4 separate regions of the Mus musculus genome follow, and regions 1, 2 and 3 are each linked to region 4. A link is a contact called in public Hi-C and HiChIP or PLAC-seq data. All regions are on one chromosome and are shown on one strand. Each heading gives the region's core, a stretch centred on a gene start, on an enhancer-like site or on the middle of the called end of the contact. The rest is flanking DNA. Distances are from core to core; before and after follow the strand shown.

Region 1 (3,395 bases), core at 510-3,009, 230 kb after region 4:
ACTCCCAGAAACCACCTTCTTCCCATCATCCTTTCAATGTCTCCTGTAAATTTCTCTTCCTCCTCTCCTCTTCTTCTGATTCTCTCTCCCTCTTCACCCCTCCGCCTTCCTCCTCCTCCTCCTCCTCCTCCTCTGCCCCTCCTCTTTCCTCTCTTCCCTTCTGAAGATATCCCGCAGGTCCCTGGTCAGTGAAGCTCCCCAGCCCTCTTCCCAGATGAAGACATCACCTTCTATGCATTGCTAGAGAGAATGGCAGTTCCTCACCTCCATCTATGCTAAGCCCCAAGGCTCAGGGACAGGTGTGACAGGCGGAAGGCATCCTGCTTGTTTTCCTGGAGGCCTGCATCCAGGAAGCTCCCCAAGCCAGGCTAGGCAGCCTATTGACTCACAGGGCCCTGAGTCACGCCCTGCCCTGGGTTTCGGTCTGTCCCAGCTCCAGAGGGACCAGGAGACAATCCCACTTCCTGTCCCTGTTGAAGCTACTGGTGTGTGGGAGCCCTCGGATTGGCTGTCGTGTGTGTTGTTGTGTGTCTCCTGGCTTTCACCCATATGTGACTCATTTATGCCACACGTGATCCTTTATACATTCACTTATATGTGAGGACCTAACTGTAGGTAGATTCCCACTCAAGTGTGAATGTGCGTGTGTGTGTGTGTGCGCGCGCACGCGTGTGTAACACACATACCAGTGGCTGTTACATAGCTCTTTGTTCCCATATCGGTCCCCAGTTAGTTCTGAAGACCCCTAAACATAGACAAAGAGTAGGGGACCCAGCCAGACTGGTGGCTGCTCATCTTCCCGTGACTCCATCCTGACAAATTTATGCCAAACTAGAGAGGGCTGGGACAATCCCCTTTACCACACACCTTGAGGATCTCGAGGGAGGCCAGTACCACAGAGGCCCCTCCATGCTGCCAGGCACCCTGTGACTCTGGACTCCCTGTCAGAGACCCCACATACCAACCCCCACCCCCAGCAAAACTGAGTGGCGGGGAACACCTCACAGGGTGCCCGGTGGGACCCAGCTTTGACTCACAGCCACAAGCAAATGGAGTGAGGTTCCCCTGGCGCCCTGGCTCCCCACCCCCACCCTCAGAACTGTGCTTCCCGCAAAATCAATCATCCTGCCACTGGCATTGCGGGAAGTGGGGGGGGTGAACAGGAGACTTGTGGGGCTCGTGTTCCCTTTTAGGGTGGCAAGCACATGTGGGTCGGGTGGGTAGACACTGCTGGGCACCAGTTAGGGAGGGCCCAAAGGGCCTCCAGGCAAGCCCTAGGCCCCTCTTCCGGTGGCCAAGCCAGGCTCAGAGAGAAAAGGTACAGTAGGGAAAACTAGACAGTATGAGGGGCTGGCTGAAGATGCGGGGGTAAGTGGGGCGCTGAAGGAGGAGGGGGGCTTGTAAGCAGCCTCAGTTGTGTTAAGTGTCTCCAGGAGTAATATGACACAGGGTCTGCGCCTGTGGTGAGGTGCCAGGGAACTGCCCCTTAGATTTCCTCCCTCTGTTGGCCTTGGCTGCCTGGATTCTGCCATCAGAGAGCTAGCATGTGCTCCAAGGAGGGGACCACAGACTCCCCTGTTACCTGGAAAAAACTCCTGTGGTTGGGGAATTGAGGAGCAGCTGGAAGCTCTCAGATACAATCCTCTCCATCCATCACTGTCAGTGTTCACATTCGCACAAGGCTCGAGTGGGTAAGGCCTGCAAGGGTGGCCTGGCAGCAGGTTTTAGTGTTATACTATTTTCACTTTCGCTTACCAATGAGGAAACAAAGGTCACAGAGAGGAGGCAGCGTGGAGCGAGTGGTTGGCCAGCGAAGGTATGGTCTGCCGACCGTGCTCCCACAGCAAGAGCATTAGGCTAGGAGTCCCTGCTGGAGCAAGGCTTGCTCGTGGTATCACCCACTCCGCTGTGTCTCCTCCCTGGGCCTCTACTTCCCCTTCTGTAAAATGGAGTCACTGATCCCTGCCCTGCCCCAAGGGGATAGTGCAGGGAGTGACCGGTGCTACCAGATAGGAGAGGCCTTTAGAAACCTCCCTTGGCGTGGCGCTGCCATTGCGTAGCTGTCGGCAGCCAATCTGCTTCCAGCATGGCCTCATCTCTCTGTGCCCAGGGGCAGCAGACAGACTGGACAAGGTTTTCTAGATCCCATGCTCTGTGATAGTAGGAGTCTCCAAGCTAATCATATCCTCCTCCACAGGCAACTGTCCACAGGTAACTCACGGTCTCCTCTCTACCATGAGCTGGTGGGACCTTGGCAGGACTTTGCATGCTGAAGATTATCCCTCCCCCCCCCCATCCCTGGTCACTGGGAAGGGGGCATGGGGATGGTGGGCCAGGTTGGCAATGTGAATATTAGCTGGTGTGAACTAATTTGATGGTGCTGATAAGTGCTGCGGGTGCCTGGGGCCACAGCCCCACCCAGCACCCCCACACACACACTCCACCCCCGCTGATAACATCAGGATTGAGCTGTCCTGGCTCCTTGTTCTCGGGTGATGAAATCACGGCTCCATCAGGCTGGCTAGCTTGGCTCTTACCAAATCGTTGTAATTGAGATTAATTTGGGGGCGAATTGGGTCAGCCCTCACAGGCACCCATTAATTAGTGGAGGAGGCTTAGTGCACCAACAGCTGGGCCTTGCATCCAGCGGGGCTGGAGCCGTCCAATAGGGAGCACTGAGTGAGAGATGCCCTGTGACATGGTGTGTCCCAGGGCACGGGGCAAGCTGGACAAAGGCTCTCCAACTCCAGGCCAGGCCAATCCCCAAGCCTTTTCCCGCTGAGTGCTTTTCTCCCACACTAGGAAGGGAAGGGGGCATCGGGCTTCTGACTCTGGTCCAAAGACTGCTCTAGGTCTCTGTGAATTAAAGGGCTCATTACAAGGGTGGGGAGGGGGGAGGGGGGAGGGGTGCTCCGAGGCTCCTTGGACATCAAACAGCTCTTGCAAAACTTTTCAGATGAGTTAAGTGCAAATGAATTTGAAACAGACAATGAGGTTCCCTCCAGAGACACCTGGGCAGAAAAAAAATGAAGGGAAAAGCGCCCGAGGAGAAGAAGCTCATTTGGAGATTTTTTTCTCCCCCTGAACCCAAAACATAACAGGGAAAACAAACCTACCCGTCTACACTGGGTGCCAGCGGCAGACAGACACGCCCTGACTCAATGCCGGGCTGGCAGCAGGCTGGGCGCATCCACACGAGGCCTGGGCGCACGTGTGGGAGCGGAGAGCTGTGGGGGGGGGGGTACAGGGACGGAACTGTGGGGCACACATATGTGCAGAAGTGGCAGCAGCTCTGGGATGGCGCCGAGCTAGGAGCCAGGAGAATATGGGCCCTGTAGATGGCCCCAGGGGAGTGAGGTGTGGCAGGTGGGGCCTATGTCCTGGCTATGTGCAGT
Region 2 (3,510 bases), core at 4-2,503, 140 kb after region 4:
TCTCCACACGCTAAACCCCCGAGGTCCTCCTCAGCCCACCTAGGGTCACAGACCCCGTCCAATCCTCTCCTATCCCTAGAGAGAGCCCCCACCTCCGGCGCCGGAGCTCACCGCTCCACCCGCAATCGGGCCTGCCAACCCAGCGTCCCAAGTCCCCGGGCGCAACTTCTCTCTCCGCGCACACAGTAGCCGCCACAACTCCCCCGGAACTTTTCCCCAGATCCAGGGCGAGCTTCAGCCGACAGCAGAGCGGTCGGAGCCAGTACCCAGCGTTGCGAGCCGGAGCCCGGGGGGGGACTCGGGGGTAGGGGGAAAGAGTAAGAAGCGCCACTTGCCGCGCTTGGAGCGGCGCACTTGAGATAAACTTCCCAGGCACAGATAGAAAAGGGGGCGCCGCTCCCCAGATCCCAGAACCCTCTTGCCTTCATTTTCCCACCCGGAGCTCCCCTTGGCACCCTGCGCCTACGCGAACACTGCCTACCTCTGCTGGCAGAACATACACCCCGGTGTCGGGGCACAAGAGCCGGCTAGAGGAGATCCCCACCCACCCCTTCCCTTGGGCAAAGTCTTGCAAAGTCACCCCAGGAGCCCCTCACCCCTGCCTCCTTCTCTCCTCCAGACAGCTCACGACCCCCCTGCAGCAGGAGGGGGCGTGGGAGAAGGAACGATCACCCAGTATTGGCAAGCACCTGCGCCCCCAGCCCACTGCGCGGAAAGCGCCCCCACCCTAGTTGCAAAGTCCTGTACTCGTGCCTGGCACCTCCCCCTCTTCTCCCCTACCCCGCCGACCCCTCAGTTGGAGTAAGTGACCCCCAGGAGCTGCAGCCCTCCCTCCACTGGAGCGGCTCGCCGGGCATTCCCCTGGTCACTGCGGGCGCCGCGCCGCCCCGCGCCGGGGTGCCAGCCCTCTGTGCCCCCTACCTCCCGTACAGCCGGAGTTGGGTGGCAGCCGCCGCTCGCAGGCTGGCTGGCTCGGTCGTTCGCTCGTTCGCCCGCTCCCAGCTGCAAGCGGCAACCCCGGGGGTAGTGAACTGCACCGGGACAAGGGTGAAACCTGGAGGCGCCCCAATAGGCCCGCAGAGGTGGAGGGCTTGAAGGGGCCGCGGTGGAAGGAGCGCCGAGTCTCTTACCTGCACTTGGGGCGGCTTTGGGTGACTTTCCAAGTCCGGGGAAAAATGTGTGTGTGTTTGGGATGGAGCGCCGCGGGCGCGCATGCGCGACCGAAGTTGCCGGATCCCGGATTTTTCGCTCCCAGTCTCCGCTCTCGCCCGCTGTGATTATGGAATTCTCCGCGGCCGAACGGGCGAGTGGGTGGCATGCAAAACCCGGGCCGGATCGCGGGGCTGGGCTCCGCTCCACCCTCACACCCCCAGACCTTCCCCTCTAGCATTCTTCCCACCCACCGCCAAGGCTGGGCTCCGCGTGCGCGCGCGGCGAGATCGGCCAGCGAAGCAGAATCAGAGCGCGCTGCTCCCTTGTGCGGTTCCGGAAGGTTTCTACACCCTCTGAATGGAGTTGAGACTGGGACAGAAGAAAGGGACAAGGGTGCGTTACTTTCCAGCTATTCTGAACCCTTTGACACCCCGAGTTTGGTTCCCACTTTTTCAATGAAAATTGGCTCTCTTTTTTGCAAGCCAGACTGTTAGAAGAGTCGAATGAAATCTTCCCTGTTTGATATTTTCTTTGCTCTTACTCTCTGCAAAGGGGAGTTTTCATTCAGCCCCTTATGCAAGAAATAAATCCTTAAGTGAGCAAGACAGGCCACGCAGAACAACCTTACTCTATGCGTGGGAGGAGGGCAAATCATGTGCATTAAAACGAGAATGCTGCAAAGTGAAAGATCCACGGAGAAAGCAGAGTGTCTTGGGGGAGACGATCCCTTGGCCTGGAGATGGGAGGTGACAGCCGTTTTCATCTCCCCTGAAGGACACTTTGCATCCTTGCAATACCCTAGCAGGGCCTCTTAGCTGTCTACGCGGGTCACCGGTCCTCTGGCCCTAACACCTGGTCCTTCCTCTCCCAGTCAGGCTACCACACCCCAGCATAGACTCAGCGATGATACCCATTTTGTTCCTACTGCAGAATTCAGGATGGAAATTCAGGAAGTGAGACCAAAAAAAAAAAAAAAAAAAAATCAAAGGCGAAGGACCCCCAGGCAAGATGAGTTAGAAACTGACCGCTGTAATAGGCAAATTATTAATTGCATAAATAAGCAAAAGTGCAAAGCATAATCCAACTTCGAGGTGCACTTTACACAGTGAGTTCTGCTCAGAGAAAATGCCGCCCACAATGCCCAGCCCTGCTGGGGACTGGGGCCTACTGGAAAGCTTTTGCTCTGCTTCATGACCCTACTGTCTTGCCTGGCCAGCGCTAGGACAGTCGCCTGCTGGGATGTGTTCCCTGCCCTGCTGTGAGCTCAAAGTTCATTGGTCCAGAGGCAAATGACCAGAGTCTGAGGCTCTCTGGCCCTGAGGTGGTAGAGTTCCTAAATAAAACCTCTGGGTCAGTGCTGTGAGGTGTCACACACTCCTCAGATGCTATGGTAAGTGACAGCTGTGTCACACTTGTAGGAAAATAAACTGGAGCAAAACAAAAACATACACAACAACAACAACAAATCCAGACCTCACTACTCAGATTTGACAGCCCACGAAGAGCAGATTTGGGGGTTTGGACAACCCCAAATCCACCAGTTCATCTTGGTCTCTTCCCTCCTTATTCCAAGAATTAACAGAAGTCATCTGCAGCCGCAACAGACTGTGGCCTACGTCTCCCCTTCCATCTCCCATCCTTAGCTCCCAGGCTTCAGACTCATCCAAGTATTTCTGAGATACTTGAACCTGGTGACTCAGGAGAACACATGCCCTCCCCACCCCAATGCCCCCCTCCCCCAGAGATCTCAAGCTCAATCCTGCCAGCCCACACGGAGAGAAACTGAGTCACTGTCATCCGAGAGGTGACAAAGTAGGCCTGCTCACCACTGCAGCAGCAGCCAACAACTTGAGCTACAGGGACAGACCACCAGCCACTCACCAACTGGGTGACCTTGAATGAGACATTTGACCTCTGTACCTCAGTTATCCCAACAGAGAAATGGGGCTGATAACAGTATTGCTGTCTGGGAGCGTTGCAAGACTAACGTAGGTTAATGCAGGAAAAGGGCTTGGGCCAAGATATTGATCTGTAAGTGCCAGTAACTGTCCTTGTTCCTGGGGACATCCAGTACCCCTCCTTCCTTCAAGTCCTCTCCCCATCCCTTCTTGTCCTCTGTCTAGTTTCCTTTTGTTATGTTTATTTGGAGTAATCCTTTGCTCATTCATTCACTGAGTATGTATTTTCTAAGCCCAACACTCCACAGTGGGAGACAGAACTGAATTAGACAATGAACAAGGCCTGGCCAGGAAGGGGATGGTGACAGATTTCTTTCTACATCATTATCAGACCCACCTCCATTCCTAGTATTAGGCTCAACCCCTTTTCCCACTAGAATTGTCCATACCACATACACAT
Region 3 (3,658 bases), core at 54-2,553, 170 kb after region 4:
TAATTTGATCATATTTGTTTTGCACCACTGCAAAAACAGAAAATGAAGGGCTGCACAGCCGCGCCGATTTACTTCATCCGACCTTGATTAAAAGAAAATTAATTGTCGCATCTCTCAGGATATCACAGGCAGCAGCCAATGGCTCTCCAGGACACCACAAAGAGAGAGAAAGAGCGGCGCTTCGTGCCCTTTTCTCTAGCCATTTGCAGTCAGGCACAGGGGAGCTAGGACTGGGGGGCGAGGCTTATTGCAGGTTGTTGAGACCGGAACCGGACCCCTGAACTCATCCTTTCCTCTCTCACTAGCTCTGGACTGCATCCACTCCCACCTGCTGCCCGGCGCTGGTACTCCACCCCCAGAGCCCTCCACGGAAGCTCCCCCAAACCCTTAGAGCTCCCTCTTCCCTAAGACTGGCAGGTGTCCCACAAAGAAACCCCAAGAAGACACTCTCAAAGAATCAGGACCCCTCCAGCTGCGTCCTCACTCTTTCAGCCCAGCCTGGCTCCTGAGAGAAATAGGGAAGGAGGGGGCTTGGCGCTGCCCGGGGTGAGCCGGGGCGGGGTGTCACTGGGGAGAGAGCTCATGAAAAGTTAATGCCCCCTTGCAGGTTGTTGATTTTTGTTTGTTTTTCTCTTTTTGCCAGAAGAGAAGCCTCTTTCATTAGCCCAGACTGTCATTACCCGGCATTAAATTTTCATAGAGCGGGGCGGGAGGCCGGGCAAGGGGAGGCAGGCAGGGGGGCAGCCAGGGCTCTGGGCGGGCCTGTGGGGCTGAGCCCAGCTCCCCGAGGTCCCTGCCTGCATACTGCAAGTCTGAATTGTAGTAACTGCTTTTCCCCATCGCTCAGTGTGGCTTTTGATCTTCCAGCTGCTCATTTTGGTGGCTTCTTCTCTTATTCCCATTTTACAGTCAAGAAATTGAGGGTGCACCCCCTCCCTCTATCGGGGCTGAAATCGTAAGTGGAAGAGGGGACAAAGCGTCCCCCTTCATTCTGGCAAACGGAGATACAAACTGTGATTGGGGTACTTAACCCCCCCCCCCCACACACACACACCGTGAGAGCACGAGGGACCTGGAACTCCTTAGCCCAACTCCAGGAGGCTGGTAGGCAGTTCTGCTCAGCCAGGCTAGGATCGCCATGCTTGTGGGCCCTGCGACCCGCCAGGCAGGTGTCAAGACCATCACAATGGTGCACCTGGTGTGGGCACCAGGCCTGCCCATTCAGCAGGGAACAATCACGGCTAGGCTGCCTCTGGCACAGAGGCCTCCAGGGGCTGTGAACCGAGGGCAGTGAGCAGATGGGCCTCCGGGTGTCAGGTTTCCAGTCTAGGGTAGGGAGCAGGATCTCTAGAGGGGCAGAGGGGAACAGCCAGGCTTCTCCCAGGCCCGCGGCCCCTCCCCTCCCTGCCTCTGGTCCCAGAGTAGGTGGGCATACTGACTGCCTACCACCTCCTAGAGAGGGACACAGAACCTAGCTGGGACTGAGGTTGCCAGGGGGAGATGCCTGTGTGCTTCTCAGCTGGGGGATCATACAAAGGCTGGACTCTATAGCCATCCGGGTTCCAACTACTCCCGAGAACTCTCTGTTTGTCCCCTCCCACGCCCCCCCCCCCCGCCGCTGTAGTCAAAGGGGGCTACAGCTTGAGAAAAGTGGGCAGTCTCAGAAGAGACCAAGCATGCCAGGCAGAGGGGCCAACAGGTAGGTGGTAAAGAGTCCTGCCTTGTGGGTGCTGCTGTTGGGACTAGAATGAGGTGGTACACTCAGCATAGGGTGTTCACACTGCCCACATGTCATTCGAGTGGGTTTCCAGTAGCCTCTGGGAATACCACTTTACAGTGAGAAGTTCTGCCTTGTGACAGTTCTGCCCTCCTGTCCTGGGAACCTTCTGGGTGCCTTCTAGGGGGCTGTTGGGTGTCTATTTCCTTCACCCTGACAGTAGTTTATCCTTCATCAGAAAGTAGGGCAGAGACACTGGAGAAGGAACATGTCCCCTCACCAGCTATGCTCTGCCCAGCTGAGTCCTACTAACTCTGACCTTGACCTCAAAGCACCAGGGATCTGTGGGGTTGGAAATGGGAGACCTGAGAATGGATGGGAGAGAGTCCTAGCCGCTTGTGTTACAGAGAGGAAACTGAGGCCCGGAGAAGGTTATATCATCCCTGACCCGAGTGTTTGCAGCCATGCAGTGGGAATGGGGCCCAAATGAGCGTAGAGAGCCAATCACTGCCCTGTCAAGGACAGAGGTGGTGATGAAGTCCTTGTGTCCACACTCCCAGACCAAGGCCTAAGAACACAGTCACAGAGATTATGTTGGAAGTCTGTGTGGGAACTTCCTAATGTCCAGCACACCCCGCAACACACCCCACTCCACCCCCTGCCGATGGAAAGCAGTTCTCAGGAGTGTGTGAGGGAGCCCATGGTATCTTGTTTAGAGGAAAAGAACGTGAGGCTTGCTGGAAAGGGTGGCTGTTCACTTCCACGCCACTGCTGTAACTGCATATTGGGGGCGATGAGATATCACGTAGCCTGGGACCTGTGGGTCCTGCACGATATCTGGGTTCAAGCGCAGGCTTTGTCTCTTCCTAGAGCACCACCCCAGGCATTTGAATTATTGCCCATGCCTGAGTTCAGTCATCTATAAATAGGAAGAGTAATGACCAAAGGCCTGACTTCATGGAGTTGGTAGGAAGACTTGGCAAGACTGTCCTAAAGGCCTCTCCACCTGGCATGGGAGAGGGGCCCAAGGTCGTCGTTCTCGTCGTTGTCGTGTGGGCAAATACAATTAATAGTGTTTGGTGACCCTCACGGGAACATGTCATCTGCAGGAAGAGTCATGGGAAACGGCTGGGGAGGCAAAGAGTTTATACAAGTAGTGTAGAGGAGGTAAGATTTGAACTCAAGCCCACCTCATTGCTGAGGGTTTTGAAGCCTCTACGACACACTGGAGAGTAAACAGTGATAGAATAACCAGGCAGCTCCCAGACCCCTCCAGGGTCCAACAGGCTCTGAGAACCTCCCCACGGGTGGGCTGGGAGCCTAACGATGTCCAGCTCACTCTGCTGTGGGTATGGCCGTGGATGATGGGTAAGGGAATTCCTGCTCCCAGCCTGACTAGGTCCCCTCCCTTCCTTCCCCAGCACAGCGTGGCACTGTGGTATGCTCATTCTAGGAACAAAGGCAACCCGGGCACATCCCCACTTCCTGGCGGTGTTGATTATCTAATTCACTACCCCTCAATTACTGCTTCCTGAGGGAGGCATTATCCCAAAGCACCTCCCGCCCAGCCCAGAGGCTGGCACGGCTGCTTGTGGTGCGCCACCCCCACCCCCCCCCAATCAGGAAAACCCACAGCAAACTAGCCCAGAGTCTGACCGCCAGTCCCCCTGGGCAGCCTTCTGAAAGAGGACTGGATGATACACAAGTGCACAGTCAGGGATAAGTGTGCACAGGCATGTCTCCTGTGAGGATGTACAGAGTAACAATTGTAAGGTCACTTGTGTATATGAACGAATGTACAAATTTGAGGGTACAGATGTATATGTGCGTGTAAGAATGAGTGTGCGCCGTGCTGAAGCGTGTACAACGAGTGTTCAAGTATATGAGTAGGTCAGGAATGCAAATGATTGTGTCAAAGTTTGTGCAAGTAATGGATAGGTA
Region 4 (3,702 bases), core at 810-3,309:
ACCCCCCACCCCCGACAGACAACACCTCTGAGCCCTGCCCTGCTGAGAGCAGAGAACACACACCCTCTTTAGCCTTGGCTAGAAAGGAGGCCAAAAGACTGTGGCTCTGGTCCCCTGGAGGCAGGGCCTCAGGTAAAGGACCAGCCTGCAGCTGGAGCCATCATTTAAGCTGAGGCCTCTGCTCTGGGTGCACACTGCAGCCCACCTTGCCCTAGACCTTGCCGCTCCCTGATCATTCTCCTACCAGAAGGTATTCATAAGAAACCCGAGCGGAGGGTCAGTGTGTGTGTGGGACCCCTGTGAATTTCTTGAAGATAAAGGCCACGCAAAGGAGGACAAGACATTTTCACAGGGTAAGAGCAAGCAGGTTCACTGTTACTGCTAACGTGGAACGTGAGGGAGCACGGGGTAGGGACCAGAGGAGGGCAAAGGACAGCAAGAGAGTAACCAGGAAAGGGCGGGCAGCAAGGCATCAGGGCACCAGCAGCTGGGGCTGCGGCACCAATGGTACCCAGCTGGAACCCACCCACCGCACGAGGTCCACCCCAGACCCAGCTCCCTCTTCAACCCAGTCACTTGTGTACAGTAACCAAATTAATCTTGCTGCAGTCAAATTTATCATGTGAAGGGGAAAATATATTTGAGATGATGTATAATTCACAAAGACCCTGCATTATTTAAAATAAATGTTCTGGAGCGACCTCTCCGGAAGGCGTCCGAGAGCATTACTCAAGCCGAAAAGTGGAAATTGATGCTTTGCTCCCACTTTGGCCTTCCCCTCCCCCACCCCTTTTTAAACAAACAAAAAAATATACAAAATAAATAAATAACATTAATAACTGAGGGCCAGAGAAGTTAGAGGGTTCTGGAAAAGCTTTTGGAGCCCACTATCCGAAGGGGGGAAAAAAGGGTGTCAGAGGCTGAAATATATTTCTTCAGCCAGTTCATTAAATTAATTTGTAAGCAGTGGCTCTGAAATTATATTCGATGAAAAATGGCCTCAAAATTTAAATGGTACAAACTCATCTTATTAGAGGGAAAACATTAAAAAACAAACACATCCCCCCAGCCCCCCAGCACGGCTTTAATTTCTCTGGGTGGGGGAACGGGAGGCGTGTGATGGATGGTTCTTACCTTATTCATAAGCGAGGATAAAAGAGATGAATTTGCCGAGACTGCGTGGCCATTTGATTCATTACTGGAACACACAAACCAAGGGCCTTCAACTCAGACATCCGTGGGCCCAGGCCCAGAGGCCCTTCCCTCCCAGTCAGCCAGCCCAGGGCTCTGAGATTTCCACTCTCTGCTGTGACTGCTCGGTGGCAGAGTGAACCCTGGCCGGGAGGGTGAGCTCGGCTTGGTTCCCAGGGCTGGCTGAGACTAAGAGGCGCAGACCACCTCTCTGGGGCCCAGGCCAGCATCTGCAGGGGTTTCTCTGGCCTTGCCTCACCTGGGATCCTTCACGGTCAGGTCTAGACTGCGGTCTTGGGAGGCCTCGTGGGGACCTGGGGTGCCAGCACTGTCAGGCTCCTGCTTCACCTGGGCCTGGGGGAACTTGGTGGGGGTGGGCTGCTGCCCACTTCCTGCAGGTGAGGGGAGGGAAGATGGGATCAGAGGGGCTCAGGTTTAACACGGGCACAAAATCTAGTACCCTCGTTCCTTTACACCCAAAGGGCGGGCAGTGGGCCGAACAGGCAGGGGGCCCCAGGAGCACTGGCTGCTGGTCAGCGGCTCTTCCGGCTGACGAGATCACTTGCGACGTGTACCCCTGTGTGGCAATTCTTCAAGTGATAATTATTGCAAAATTATGTCAAAGTTGTCCTGGCTTAGGGCCTCCTGGAGGAGGAGAGCGGGTGGCTGGGGAGGGGGCCTGGGCGGGGACAGGGGGCCCTTCATTTCCACCACCAACTGTCACAGTCGATTTGCGGGGCTGCCGCTTAAGCTTTTATTAAAGACTCTGTTAATGCTGAGGGGAAGTGGCAGATCTGGACTGGGAGCGGCCCCTCCGTAGTCCCTGCCCACTGTTGCCGAGGCGACGGCCCTGTCTGCACTGAGCATGCCCGCGGAGGGCATGTGCTGTGTCAGGGCTATCAAGGCTGACGGGCCAATCAGGGTGGTTCAACCTATGCGACCTCAGCCGTCTTTCAAGCTGTCCAGGGCAGCGACTGCAGGCCCGCCTTGGATGCCTGACTGGGTACGAGGGGGAGCTTGGTGGGAAGAGGCCACAGGAGGCTGACAGGGCAGGGCCAAAGGAAGTTGCTGACAGGATGGCGTCCAGTGAGCCTTGCTCCCCATAATCCCCAAGTGACTGAAATATTAATTTGCCCCAAGGCACTACAGCTTACAGAGAGCTGCACCACAGAAGCAAGTGACATTTTATTAAAGATGAAGGGAAACAGCTTCCTTCCCCTTTATCTGACCTTTCTTTTGGGGGGGACGAGGAGGAGAGGTGCTTCTGGGGTAAAAGAGTAACTTGGCAGTCTGGTAGCAGAGACTTCCGTGGCTCTCCCTGAAAGCCCCTGGCTGGAGGAGTGAGCATAGCTACAAAAGTTCCCCCCACCCTTGAAGTGGAAGACAGGGGTCCCAAAGGGGTCACGTGCCTCTCATGAACCAAGAGGACTTCTAGCCTTCAGGAATCCACACTACAGTCACCTGCAGTCACCTATTCTAGGCTCCAGAGAAAAAGCCCAGCCTAGCATCCCCAAGAGTTGGGACAGGAGCCCCATGTGGGTGCAAGAGACCCTTGGTCTTGGCTGGTTCTGAGATGGTTTTGGATGGGAGTGGAGCATGAAGGCTGGGCAGCCAGGCTGCTAAGGATATGGCTCTCTGTCCCTGTCCCACCTGCTCCACAGGGTGGGGCTTCTGTCTCTCCTCAGCATCCAGCCCAGCACGTAGCCAGCAAGCTCCTCTGGGCAAACCAGTGGTTTGGAGGAATTAAAGGAGCCACATCCACGGTGTGAGCTGAACTCTTTCTAGGAATCCAAATAGCACCCACTACCCCCCGAGGAAGATGGGCAGGGAAAACAGGAGAGAGGAGAAAGAAAATTCCCAAAGGAAAGGGAAGGAGAGAGGAGAAAGAGAAAGGAGGACGAGGGAGAGAGCCTGAGAGTCGTCCTATACAGGCGTGGGATGCGAACACCCATTCCCTGAGCTCATGTGTCACTCTGTGTCAGCTAGAGAAGAGCGGAGAGAAGAGGTGGCCTTGGAGGACTCTGCTCAGGGACTCACTGGTGACAGAACCAGTGAGACCTGGCGCCATTAGGCCACCCAGGTGCTCAGAGACAGGAACCACTCACCAGCTCCACATACAGAGGAGTGAGTCCCTGGGTGCATGGCCAAAATGAGGGACCCCCACCCCCAAAGGGCAAACAAATCGACAGGATGGAGACAGAGACCAAGCAGGAAGGGGCTGCTACGTGGGGGCTGCAGGTGTGGGGGCTGGGCAGACACTTCCCAGCCTGCCCCATGTTCTTCAGTCTCAGGCCCGGGAGTTGCCAGTTTCCCAGTGTGCTTGCTCACTGGGCAAGGCCCAGCCTGCTCACCTGGGTCAAAGGTGGCAGAGGGCTTGAGGGCGGCCGCAGCCAGTCTAGCCATCATGGGTGAGATGAGGCCTTTGCTTGCAGAGATTCTCTCAATGATGGAGGCAGGGGGCACCGAGAGAGAGGTGGCAGCCGTGGGGGCCGAGTCTCCAGCTCTGGAAGC

What was found. A called contact is a pair of places that touch in the nucleus more often than the background predicts. HiChIP or PLAC-seq counts read pairs in DNA pulled down with a chosen protein or histone mark.
Region 1: a contact with region 4 is called in a Hi-C map of the N1E-115 cell line, with 2.6 times the contacts expected there. The contact joins two enhancer-like sites. A contact is called at or near these places in 9 of 39 promoter capture datasets (the C10 cell line, the HPC-7 cell line, cranial neural crest and 5 more), 1 of 15 datasets of contacts at CTCF or cohesin (pro-B cells), 8 of 484 Hi-C or Micro-C datasets (the HPC-7 cell line, the N1E-115 cell line, embryonic stem cells and 2 more), 11 of 115 datasets of contacts at active chromatin or transcription factors (SST interneurons, T-cell acute lymphoblastic leukemia, acute myeloid leukemia and 5 more) and 4 of 9 other capture datasets (adipose tissue, embryonic stem cells, embryonic tail and 1 more).
Region 2: an H3K4me3 HiChIP or PLAC-seq map of craniofacial prominence shows a contact between it and region 4, with 3 times the contacts expected there. The contact joins the promoter of Casz1 here to the enhancer-like site in region 4. A contact is called at or near these places in 8 of 39 promoter capture datasets (the 3T3-L1 cell line, cranial neural crest, embryonic stem cells and 5 more), 7 of 484 Hi-C or Micro-C datasets (the HL-1 cell line, the N1E-115 cell line, cardiomyocytes and 4 more), 12 of 115 datasets of contacts at active chromatin or transcription factors (a beta-TC-6 cell line, cardiomyocytes, craniofacial prominence and 8 more) and 3 of 9 other capture datasets (adipose tissue, liver and pancreatic islet).
Region 3: an H3K4me3 HiChIP or PLAC-seq map of craniofacial prominence shows a contact between it and region 4, with 3 times the contacts expected there. The contact joins two enhancer-like sites. A contact is called at or near these places in 5 of 39 promoter capture datasets (the HPC-7 cell line, cranial neural crest, liver and 2 more), 10 of 115 datasets of contacts at active chromatin or transcription factors (cardiomyocytes, craniofacial prominence, differentiating embryonic stem cells and 6 more) and 2 of 9 other capture datasets (adipose tissue and liver).

Annotation. Positions count from the first base shown.
Region 1 is chr4:148,712,020-148,715,414 of GRCm38.p6, reverse strand. No RefSeq gene overlaps it. Among named protein-coding and RNA genes, the nearest start is that of Gm32897, 34 kb to the left of the region's middle. Within about 2 kb of position 1,759, at least 60 of the 459 cell types and tissues checked have an H3K27ac peak or open chromatin away from gene starts, as enhancers often do. A contact at or near this core is called in the N1E-115 cell line and acute myeloid leukemia, where this site is marked.
Region 2 is chr4:148,802,135-148,805,644 of GRCm38.p6, reverse strand. Casz1 (castor zinc finger 1) reads right to left here and starts at 1,253. Exons shown (of 21, transcript NM_001159344.1): 1 at 1,131-1,253.
Region 3 is chr4:148,768,391-148,772,048 of GRCm38.p6, reverse strand. No RefSeq gene overlaps it. Among named protein-coding and RNA genes, the nearest start is that of Gm42350, 15 kb to the left of the region's middle. Within about 2 kb of position 1,303, at least 33 of the 459 cell types and tissues checked have an H3K27ac peak or open chromatin away from gene starts, as enhancers often do. A contact at or near this core is called in craniofacial prominence, where this site is marked.
Region 4 is chr4:148,939,163-148,942,864 of GRCm38.p6, reverse strand. It overlaps Casz1 (castor zinc finger 1), which reads right to left. Exons shown (of 21, transcript NM_001159344.1): 11 at 3,543-3,702; 12 at 1,451-1,583; 13 at 1,135-1,198. Among named protein-coding and RNA genes, the nearest start is that of Gm13205, 11 kb to the left of the region's middle. Within about 2 kb of position 2,059, at least 189 of the 459 cell types and tissues checked have an H3K27ac peak or open chromatin away from gene starts, as enhancers often do. A contact at or near this core is called in the N1E-115 cell line, acute myeloid leukemia, adipose tissue and 6 more, where this site is marked.